2 separate regions of the Zea mays genome follow, and region 1 is linked to region 2. The links are chromatin contacts, called in public Hi-C maps. All regions are on one chromosome and are shown on one strand. The core of a region is the stretch at or near the end of the contact, and the rest is flanking DNA. Distances in the headings are between cores, read along the strand shown.

Region 1 (4,855 bases), core at 1,637-4,136, 410 kb before region 2:
GGAGAAGCATCATCAAAAACAAAATTTCCATGATGGAAATTGTCATACCAGTCATCTTCGTTGAGAAAACCCTCCTGATGAAAGTCTTGGTGTTGGGGTCTTCGGTGTTGCTCATCCTGAGTAAGATGACGAACTTTTTCAGAGGCTTCGTCTATCTGCCTTTGCAGTTCAGCTAGTCTGGCCATCTTTTCCTTCTTCCTCTGCACCTATTGATGAAGTATCTCCATGTCTCTGATTTCTTGGTCTATCTCATCCTCTGGCGGTGTCGGGCTAACAGCCTTCCTTTTCTGGCTTCGGGCCTCCCGAAGGGAGACAGTCTCCTGATTGTGGTCCAGCGGTTGCAGAGCTACAGCCCCAGTTGCTGAAGCTTTTTTCGGCGCCATAGCGAAGGTTTATGATCGCCGAAGGTGTTCAAAAACTCAAAAGAGTGGAAGTGAGTTCACCGGAGGTGGGCGCCAATGTTGGGGACTTGTTCTCAGATGCTATGAGTTAAGAACAAGGCAACATAAAAAATGTTAATCGGTTAAGCCCTTCGTCCTTCGAAGCATTATTCCCCTTAGGATATAATGATTTCCGGACGAAGGTTATGAAGGATATACCTTCATAAATTCATTACACAGTGACGAAGGATGAATTATAAGAAATATAAAGGATAACATAAACAATTATGTATTATTATCATGTATAAACAGAAGTGACGTCAAATTACAAATGTACCTTCAACTTGAAGGAGATGAAAGTAAAAGCGTGACGCAAAAGTGAATGCCAAATCAGCGTGAACAGTACGGGGGTACTGTTCACCTATTTATAGGCACAGGACACAGCCTATGCAAAATTACATTTATGCCCTTTACATTTGATAATAATTCTATAGTAATCTATCGAGGTCTGAATAGCCTTTTCATCTTTAAGTCAATTTCATTTTTTGCTGCCACGCCGAAGCTTTCCTGCTCACACCTTCGGCGTTGTATCAACCTTCGTATTATTCTGGTCTGCTGTGATGCTGACTTGACTCCGAAGATACCTGTTCACACACTATACTCCAGAAATACTGTTAAATACTGTTTTTGAGGACCTTCGGAAGCCGAAGGCCCCCAACACCGCACATCTACGATACAACATCCCACAACTCTTCTCCCATTAATCTAATTGTGGCCGCTCCCGTCCAGATCAACGGTCATCGGCTCATCTCCTACCTCCGGCGTTGCCCACGACGGTGCTGACTGCAGTGCACGATGGAGGCCTCGCCGGAGTGAGGTGTCCAGGCGTTCTAGGCCCCTTCATCTACTAAGGATAGGTGTTGCACGAAGCTCAGTCGATCGCGGACTGGATAGGTGTGTCTCACCGTTGATTGTTGTGATGACCAGTCTAGCCATGGCGGAGCGCGGATCCCCGGCGATGGCGAGCAATTACCGAGCCACCGGGTCATCGCAGCGCCCGCCACCACCACACCCAGGTTCCTGGCAATCTAGAGAAGCTCCCTATGCACCATCCGAGGCATTAGCGCCAGCGCGCTGGTGATTTCCCCCGCGGCGGACCTATTCTCCCTCCCATGGATGCTCTCGGTTACCTCAACTCCCTGGTTGTGCTCGCCCTATTGGTTCATGGGGGGGGGTGCGGTGCTCGAGTCACATATATAGGCACAGATGAAGAGTCCGAGGTGAACTCGTTTGGCTGATCCGTCATACGCGGCGAGCTCCACGCCTTCGGTTGAGAAACAGACGGGAGGAAGGAGATATGTCTGACGGACGGGGCCCACCTTCCAGCGAGTTAACCCGATGAGCGCGTGTGCGACAGAAATGCTAAGGAGAGGGCCCCACCTGGCGGTCACTTGAATGATGAAGCCACTGGGCTGGCAGGAAGCAAGCGCCTGGGCTACGTGGGCATGAATTTGGCCGATATCGTAGTCACGTAAAACTTTTATCTTTTCTAATCCCATTTTCTATTTTTCTGATTTTATTTCCCATTTTCAAATTCCAGATTTAATTTTTTAATTCAAACTTCGGGTCCAAGTTATCATGCAACAATCAAAATATCCAGCATGATGCAACTTTATTTAAATATTTATTTATTATTTTATTCATTTAAATAAATGCTCCTTAATATACATCACATCTAACGAAGGATTTTATTTTAAGAAATAATCTTTTGATGTGTCTTCCAAAAAGAAGGTGTAGAAATTCATTATTCATTATCTATTTATTTTAAAAGGAGGTAATGTATACTTCCTATTAAGAGTTAATTAAATTATATAAATATGTATTTATAGTTTATGAGGAGAACATATCAATAGTCTCTTTCTACTATTTATTTTCCCGAGTTTCAAATTAGATTCAAGTTTCAAAATTTGGGATTTTTTTTGAATTACCAAAGTTATGATAGTACCTTTTTAGGGAAATATGCTTTATAAAGAAAGGAATACACACTTTAACTTAAATTACTTCGTGGAGTTTTTCTAATTCCAAAATAAGATTTTGAGAAATTACATAAGTGTGGATTACTTAAAAAAAATCATAGAAGAAAGGCATATGCTACGCAAACGGCTCCTCTGTCATAACATCCGACGGTTGTCGTGTGGGACCAGACTCACACGTCAGTTGTCCGGTTACCGCAACGTCCATATATGTTACCGGCTTACCGCAGACTGCTAGATATTATCACAACAAACCTATTAAATTCCGGTGCCCAAAGGGACCATCAACGCTTCCCAAATTTAAAAAAAGCTAATAAGAAAGATACTCCTAAAGAAGATGTAACACCGTGGCAAAAAGTAATACCAATACATGAAACGAGAAGCACATGAAAGCACTAATCAACTGCTTTTTATAAAAATAAAAAGGAAATGCAGCCCTGCCCTAGTCCACACTCCACACTTCAGCTGTTTAGCAAGGCAGCAGAATAGCAGTAGCCCATGTTGTTGAGGACAGGTCGCCTGTAGGCCAACCGACCAAAGGGCCACAGCACTACAGCAGGCCGGCCAACACGACTCCGAGTTGGAGGCGACCTCCGCTCCCCTCTTCCTCCCTCTTTCCGACTTTCCCTCCCTACTCGCCCCCGCGCCGCGCCAATCTTTTTTCCCTCTTGACGGCGCACATAAATCCGCGCCAAATCGTCAAACCAAAACCAGGCCGCGCCCGCCTCGTCAGTCCTCAGTCCTCACTTTCGGGCCGAGCTCCGGATATCCAGCGGCGGCAATGGCAGCCGAAGCCAGCGCCGTCCAGCAGCTCGCTGGCCTCCTGGACCAAGGTGAGAGTTTTCGCTCCAGATCACCGGTAAAGTTTGAATTTCTTTTTTTTTGTTGTCGGAGCGGCCGCCCGGCTCGGACTTGGGTTTATCTCTCGGATTTTTCGGTTCCGGGGTTTGTGTGGGCTCGTCTGCTTCCAATAATGTCGTAACGCTGCTTTCTCTGGCTACTGGCTTGGATTCTTGCAGTGGACGCGCCGCTGAAGAAGACATTTGAGGTATGGATCTATGCGTCTCTCTCTTTTTACCTTCATATCGATTCTTCTGTCGAAGTGTCAAGCATGGGCGTGTGTGTTGTATTTAGTCTGCATTTCGATTTGGATCAGACAGAGCCTTTGCTTAGATCAGGTCAACAGTTTGAGTGACTAGTCTGACTTAGATGATCAAGTGGCTAAGTGAGACTGGGCGTTTGCTAGATTGCTGGTACTAGACTACTTGTACTGATGTCTGATTTGGACCAGCCAGTTCATGCCTGAGCTTTTGTTTTCACTTTTCACTAATGCGTAGTCAATTGACACTGACACAGCTGAACCAACATGAATACGGATCTAAGGATAAATTCACAGTTGTGAAAGTTGACGGACTTGCTGATTCCCTGCAAAATGTTACTTTGTTCTTTGATCTAAGCCACACGTTTGGGATCCCTGGGGTAATTTTGAGTAGTTTGACGACGGGGGCTGAGAGGTGGAAGCAGTGATGCTTTCCACGAAGGATGTGTCGAGGAATATTCTGATCTCAGATCCACTATATCAACTAGTGGACAGCGATATTTTTGGTCTCCTCCAGCCTTCTGATATGTTGGTAGTAATGCATACCTCAGCACCTTTCCTCGTGTTTGGTTGCTTGTCAATGGAGCTGTCTTTTGGTTGTTGAGAACTATTTTATAGAATGATTTCACCTTTTGCTCTTTACTTCGTTAATATAATGGCACTTGACACTTATCATCCCAGTGTGCAGACACATGCTGGTAGGCATCCTATGCATCCGGCACTTATGAATTGACTTCCTTTGTTTTATTCTGTCATTTTACCAGTTAATTTTAGTTTGCAGGATAACATTTCCATCTGAAATCCTCTCTAAAGGCTAGGCTTATCTGCACACTCTGTGCTGAGTAGGAGATGCCAAATAATTCCCAGCAGAACCTCTTGGCTGGTGCCTGGTGGAGTGAGAATCAAAAGAAAGTGCCACTTGCAAGTTGCAACAGAATTATTGCCTCAATAACATGAGGCAAGCAAAGTATAAGTGCAAGCGACTATAACTTTCCTTAAAAATGGAATGGTAGACAAGTTTCTCGCAGGATGCTTCGTTTGAGGGATTACCACATTCTAGGTTGATTGGTCTGTTACAGGATCATCCCATGATTTTAGATGGACGTTCCCATTCTGTATTCTTTTACTGAGTTGTGATTGTTAGGGATGAGGTGGTGATAGGCCAATTAATGTCAATCCCTGATCTGAAAAGGTTAATTAGGATTAGATAGCCTATTTTATTGAGTTCAATTGCATGCACCAGTCAGTTGATACTATCCAGTTTCTGAAACTACACAAAAAAACTATAATCAACTTGAGAAGTCCCCATCTTAGGGAAAATTACTATATTACATTTAGTTGCT
Region 2 (5,102 bases), core at 2,405-4,904:
CAATTTCAAAAAATGTGTAAATGTAGTCTTTCAATTGGTATTAAAGAAGATTTTCAATTGGTATCTTATTTTTGATATAATTTCAAATTGGTATGACCTCTTTCAAAATTAATATCTAAAACCCTCTTGACACTAAGAGGAGAATTTCATTAAGGGGGAGTTTTGTTTAGTCAAAGGAAAAGCATTTGAAACATGGGGAGAAAATTTCAAATCTTAAAAATGCTTCTCGAAATCTTATTCATTTACCTTTGATTGTTTGCAAAAAGACTTTGAAAAGAATTTCCAAAATATTTGCAAAAACAAAACAAGTGGTGCAAGCGTGGTCCAAAATGTTAAATTAGAAGAAAGCATCCATGCATATCTTATGAAATGTAAATTGGTTTAATTCCAAGCAACCTTTACACTTACCTTATGCAAACTAGTTCAATTCTGCACTTATATATTTGCTTTGGTTTGTGTTGGCATCAATCACCAAAAAGGGGGAGATTGAAAGGGAAATAGGCTCAAACCTTTTCCTAAATATTTTTGGTGGTTGAATTGCCCAACACAAATAATTGGACTAACTAGTTTGCTCTAGATTATAAGTTCTACAGGTGACAAAGGTTCAACACAAACCAATAAAAAGTCCAAGAAAGGGTTCAAATAGAAAGGAGCAAAACCAACCGAAGGCTGCCCTGGTCTAGCGCACCGGACTGTCCAGTGCACCAGGGAGAATCACTCCAAACTCCTCAGCTTCGGGTTTCTAGAAAGAGTTCTCCGCTATAATTCACCGGACTGTTCGGTGTGCCATGCAGAGCAACGGCTAACAGCGCCAACGGTTGTCTGTAAAAGTGAACAGTGAAGCTACAGTTCGCGGACAGCGCGCGCAGAGTCAGAGCAGGCGCCAGAAGGCGCACCGGACAGTGAACAATGACTGTCCGGTGCACCACCGGACTGTCCGGTGGCCCCACATGTCAGAGCTCCAACGGTCGAACCCTAATGGTTGGGTGACGTGGCTGGCGCATCGGACTGTCCGGTGCGCCCGTCGACAGACAGCCCTCCCAACAGCCACTTTGGTGGTTGGGGCTATAAATACCCCCCAACCACCACACTTCAAGGCATCCAAGTTTTCAGCCAACACATTCAATACAAGAGCTAGTGCATTCAATACAAGACACAATTAGAGTGAATCAAAATCTCTCCAAGTCCCAATTCCACTCAAGCAATAGTGACTAGAAGAGAGAGTTTTGTCGTGTTCTTTTGAGCTCTTACACTTGGATCGCTTTTCTTCTTCCTCTATTCTTGTTCCCAAAGACATTTGTAATCAAAGCAAGAGACACCAATTGTGTGGTGGTCCTTGTGGGGACTAAGTGTCCCAATTGATTGAGAAGAGAAGCTCACTCGGTCTAGATGACCGTTTGAGAGAGAGAAAGGGTTGAAAGAGACCCGGTCTTTGTGACCACCTCAACGGGGAGTAGATTTGCAAGAACCGAACCTCGGTAAAACAAATCATTGTATCACTCTCGCTATTTGCTTGTGATTTGTTTTTCACCCTCTCTTTCGGACTCGATTATATTTCTAACGCTAACCCCAGCTTGTAGTTGTGCTTAAACTTTATAAATTTCAGATTTGCCTATTCACCCCCCTCTAGGCGACTTTCAGCGTCCATATGGTGACTGGCACGCGGGCCCCATTTGTTAGGTGATGACGGTACACGGGCGCGTCATGGCGGTAGGAGTGGCCTTGATTATTTTCAATGACAAGAGTCATGGGTACATCCACACTAGGGTTGACAAAGGGCGACGAGGTCGCATGGAGGGGAGGCAAGAGGGAGGTTCGCGGTGGAGGAGAAAGGACGAAGGATGATCTCAATAATAGCGGTCATTGGATTTGAGTGAGTAAAAGAAAGAGAGATGTATCCAACGATATGAACCATTGATTTTGATGATGTATTAAGTCTGTGTGCAATTTTTGTTGGGTGTTTTTGCAAAGTTTAAACTGGTGGATATAGTGTTATAGATAAATGAATTCTTAAATAAAAATAAATAAATCTTTTCTCTACTCCTTTGAAGAAACGGTTTCGTGTGTCCATCATATATGAAATGTGCAGGTCTATTCCTCACCCTCGTCTAGCAATGGGTCGTTACACCACAAATGGGCCGTGAGTGATTAGCCAAACTCAACACGACAGGAAACCACACGCAGTGTAGCGCTCCCACATAGTACTACCTCGCTAGTTGAAGGAGGACGAGCGATCGAACGAGCTATAAAAAGGATCTGACTTCTTTTTAACTCATATTTTTCTCGGCCTTTTGGCTAAGATAAAATGAAATATTTGTTTTTGTCATTTTAATATATGATATGTGAATCATATGTTCGTTTTGATATTAAATTTATTTTTTATGGATATTAAATATAATTATGTGTCGTTGTAACACACTGGCATTAGACTAGTAACGTTAATGAAAACCATGTTAACGCTCAATATTATATCGAGAAATGTGTTCTATGGATCAATTACAAGAATGAACCAATATTTTTTTGGAAATTTATCTCAGATCTAATCAGTTATATGGTTCAAACCACTCTTTTGTCTTTTAACTTTGTCATCCATAGTTAGTATTTTACTAGTAAGTTGCACGTGTTTTGCTACAGTTGTTATATATATATATATATATTCAAATATAATTATTGTTTATTTCTAAACACTAAGGTATATGTAGTTTGGTGGTAACCTCAAATTACTATAAGTACGGGGCATGAGTTTGAGTGCTCGGTGTACACTATTTTTTTTGCATGGTGTGGCGGGCGGACCTAGAGTGTCAACACGGAGGGTGAAGCCATGGTAGCACCAGGTGCCCACATTAGGTTTTTAATTGAGTAGTATGGATTTTTTCTATCAGGGGCTAACTAGTTATATTTTAGGGTCCATTCGGTTTTCCCTCCAATCCATATGTATTAGAGGGGATTTGGTGAGTTTCAATCCATAGCAAGTCAAAATCTTTACTAATTTTTTACTAATCCCATCCAATCCATGTGATATAGGAATAACCGAACAAGACCTTACATAGTTCAGACGACCATACTCTTTCTTCTTTTTCAAACTCTATCATCCATCGTTTGACCCTTTCATCTCTCCTGATTCACTCCACTCTTCTCATGCACTATCATAGTGAATCATATAGGGTGTGTTTGGTAGGCTTCCCAAGCTCCTATCCAATCCTTGGGAGTGCAACTTAGCTTATTTGGTAGCCAGATTTAGAGTAACTGTCAGACCTAGGTTCTAATACAAACTTGGGTGTATTCTAATACAAACTTGGGTGTATCTTACATGTGTGATAAGATCAAGTTTCACACATATAATTACTCATGTTATAGAAATTAATATCACATCTTTATTATATAATAGAAGTTATATACGAAATAATTAAATAAATATATCATATGACGATAATGATCCTCCGTAACCATAGTTGACTGAGAGACGGCAGCTTAGACCTCTTCAAATTTATCGTAGCACCCTTTATATGCACCCTTTATATTTCTCATCTTGCACTATCTGTTCTTAACTTAGTGTGATTATAGTAAAAATTAGGTCACGTACATTAATCGCTCAATGTAAATATGGGGAATAAAGTTAGCTTTGGAGGAACGCAGAAACCAGAAAGGTCCCCGTAGAAATTCGAAACCACACCACCACCTGGAAACCCAGACAAAGCACGAGCCACGCACGGCCCCCGCTGCCTCCCTTCCGCCGCCGCCGCCGCCGGCGGCGCGCCACCGTCGCTGCTCTCCCGCCTTCACCGCGCCCAACTCCAATCCTTGCCTCCCCCGCGCGCTTCAGCCTCTTCACTCCCCATCGTTTTCGCCTGGCCAGGTAAAGCCGCCACCTTTGCTTTCCTTCACCATTTCCTTTCATGCGCTCAAGAGCCACGGCTCGATCCAGATCCAGGTTTCCTTGACCCAGACCTCGCCTGCCTTACGCCTCCGGTCGGATTCTTCGCCGTCCTTGTCCCCACTGGGCACCGCTGGGGTGGAGCGGAGATCGGATCCGCCGGGAGCTGATTCCTTCTCTCGCAGGTTAGATGCCTTTACTTTCTTCGATTGACTGCTCGTGTTATTCTGCAATTCTCAGTTTTGCTGTGAACGCTGAATCAAATGTTTCTTTCGTTGCGTTCAGTCTAGTTTGACGCGGATTCATTTGCTGGTCGGCATAGCATGATCCTGCGGTGATTGCGGATAGCTTGTGCAAGCTGGTGGCTTGGGTGTTGTCTTTTTAATCTGGCCTAAAGATATCCTGAGACGGTAGCGTCACATGGATGCTAGTACAGAGGTTACTGATGCTATTGGTGCGGTGGGCTTTGACAATGGGGCCGCGGGGAAGTTGCCGCCCAGTGATAGTGTAGAGGGGCACGCAGAAGAACACGATGTGCTGGCTGATGGAGCCCATTCGGGCGAGAGCGAGGTGATCAACCCATCTGAAGAAGTAGAAATGGAAGCCACCTCGCAGTCCCAGGACATAAAGCCTCGAGTTCCTGAGGTAAGGTTTTTCACGGTTACAGATTGTCAGTTCTGTTGACTTCAATCGGTGGTCTGCTGACAGCCAAGTGTTTTTTTTTTTGGCATTTTCATTTGTAGGGGGTTCAAGGCCATTCAATGAAGGTTGGTACTAAATCTCAGCGACAGAGCCCTCGAGGCGGGGATAAGAGTCAAACTAGGAAAAGCTCTTTTAGTCCTTCTTATCCTAAGGCGCCCATTGCACGGGTTTCTGATCCAGATCTAGTTGATTGCTCTTTGAGCAATGGTGATGCTGGTTCCAGTAAGAAAGTAAGTTGATTTTTTGTTATAGCTTATGAGTTACAATGTGCCCATCTATATTCTTTTACAACGCTTACAGTTATATGCATGATTGCTACTATATTACTTGTAGCAATGTTTATGCACCTTGCAGTTTGAGTTTGAACCTTATACACTTTTGTTGGTGGTGCTTTCATTAGAAGGCCGAAAAGAGCAGTTTCCGCCCAGTTGCCAAGGAGACCCCATCACTTGAGGACTCAAAGTAAGCTGCTTGTTTCTTTGTTTTACACTTTTGATCCTGTGTTAGTGTGTTGCTTCATGGCTTC

What was found. Hi-C and Micro-C count contacts between places; a contact is called where the count stands out from the background.
Region 1: a contact with region 2 is called in a Hi-C map of bundle sheath, with 2.9 times the contacts expected there. The contact joins the promoter of LOC100282704 here to the promoter of LOC100192097 in region 2. A contact is called at or near these places in 4 of 25 Hi-C or Micro-C datasets (bundle sheath, ear, leaf and 1 more).

What each region holds. Positions count from the first base shown.
Region 1 is chr9:96,584,700-96,589,554 of Zm-B73-REFERENCE-NAM-5.0, reverse strand. LOC100282704 (SEC14-like protein 1) reads left to right here and starts at 2,886. Exons shown (of 11, transcript NM_001155611.2): 1 at 2,886-3,246; 2 at 3,433-3,461. The coding sequence starts at 3,195.
Region 2 is chr9:96,173,429-96,178,530 of Zm-B73-REFERENCE-NAM-5.0, reverse strand. LOC100192097 reads left to right here and starts at 3,654. Exons shown (of 9, transcript NM_001137520.1): 1 at 3,654-3,856; 2 at 3,947-4,059; 3 at 4,160-4,519; 4 at 4,618-4,806; 5 at 4,977-5,038. The coding sequence starts at 4,295. It overlaps LOC111590231 (U2 spliceosomal RNA), which reads left to right and starts at 2,275; the gene lies at 2,275-2,463.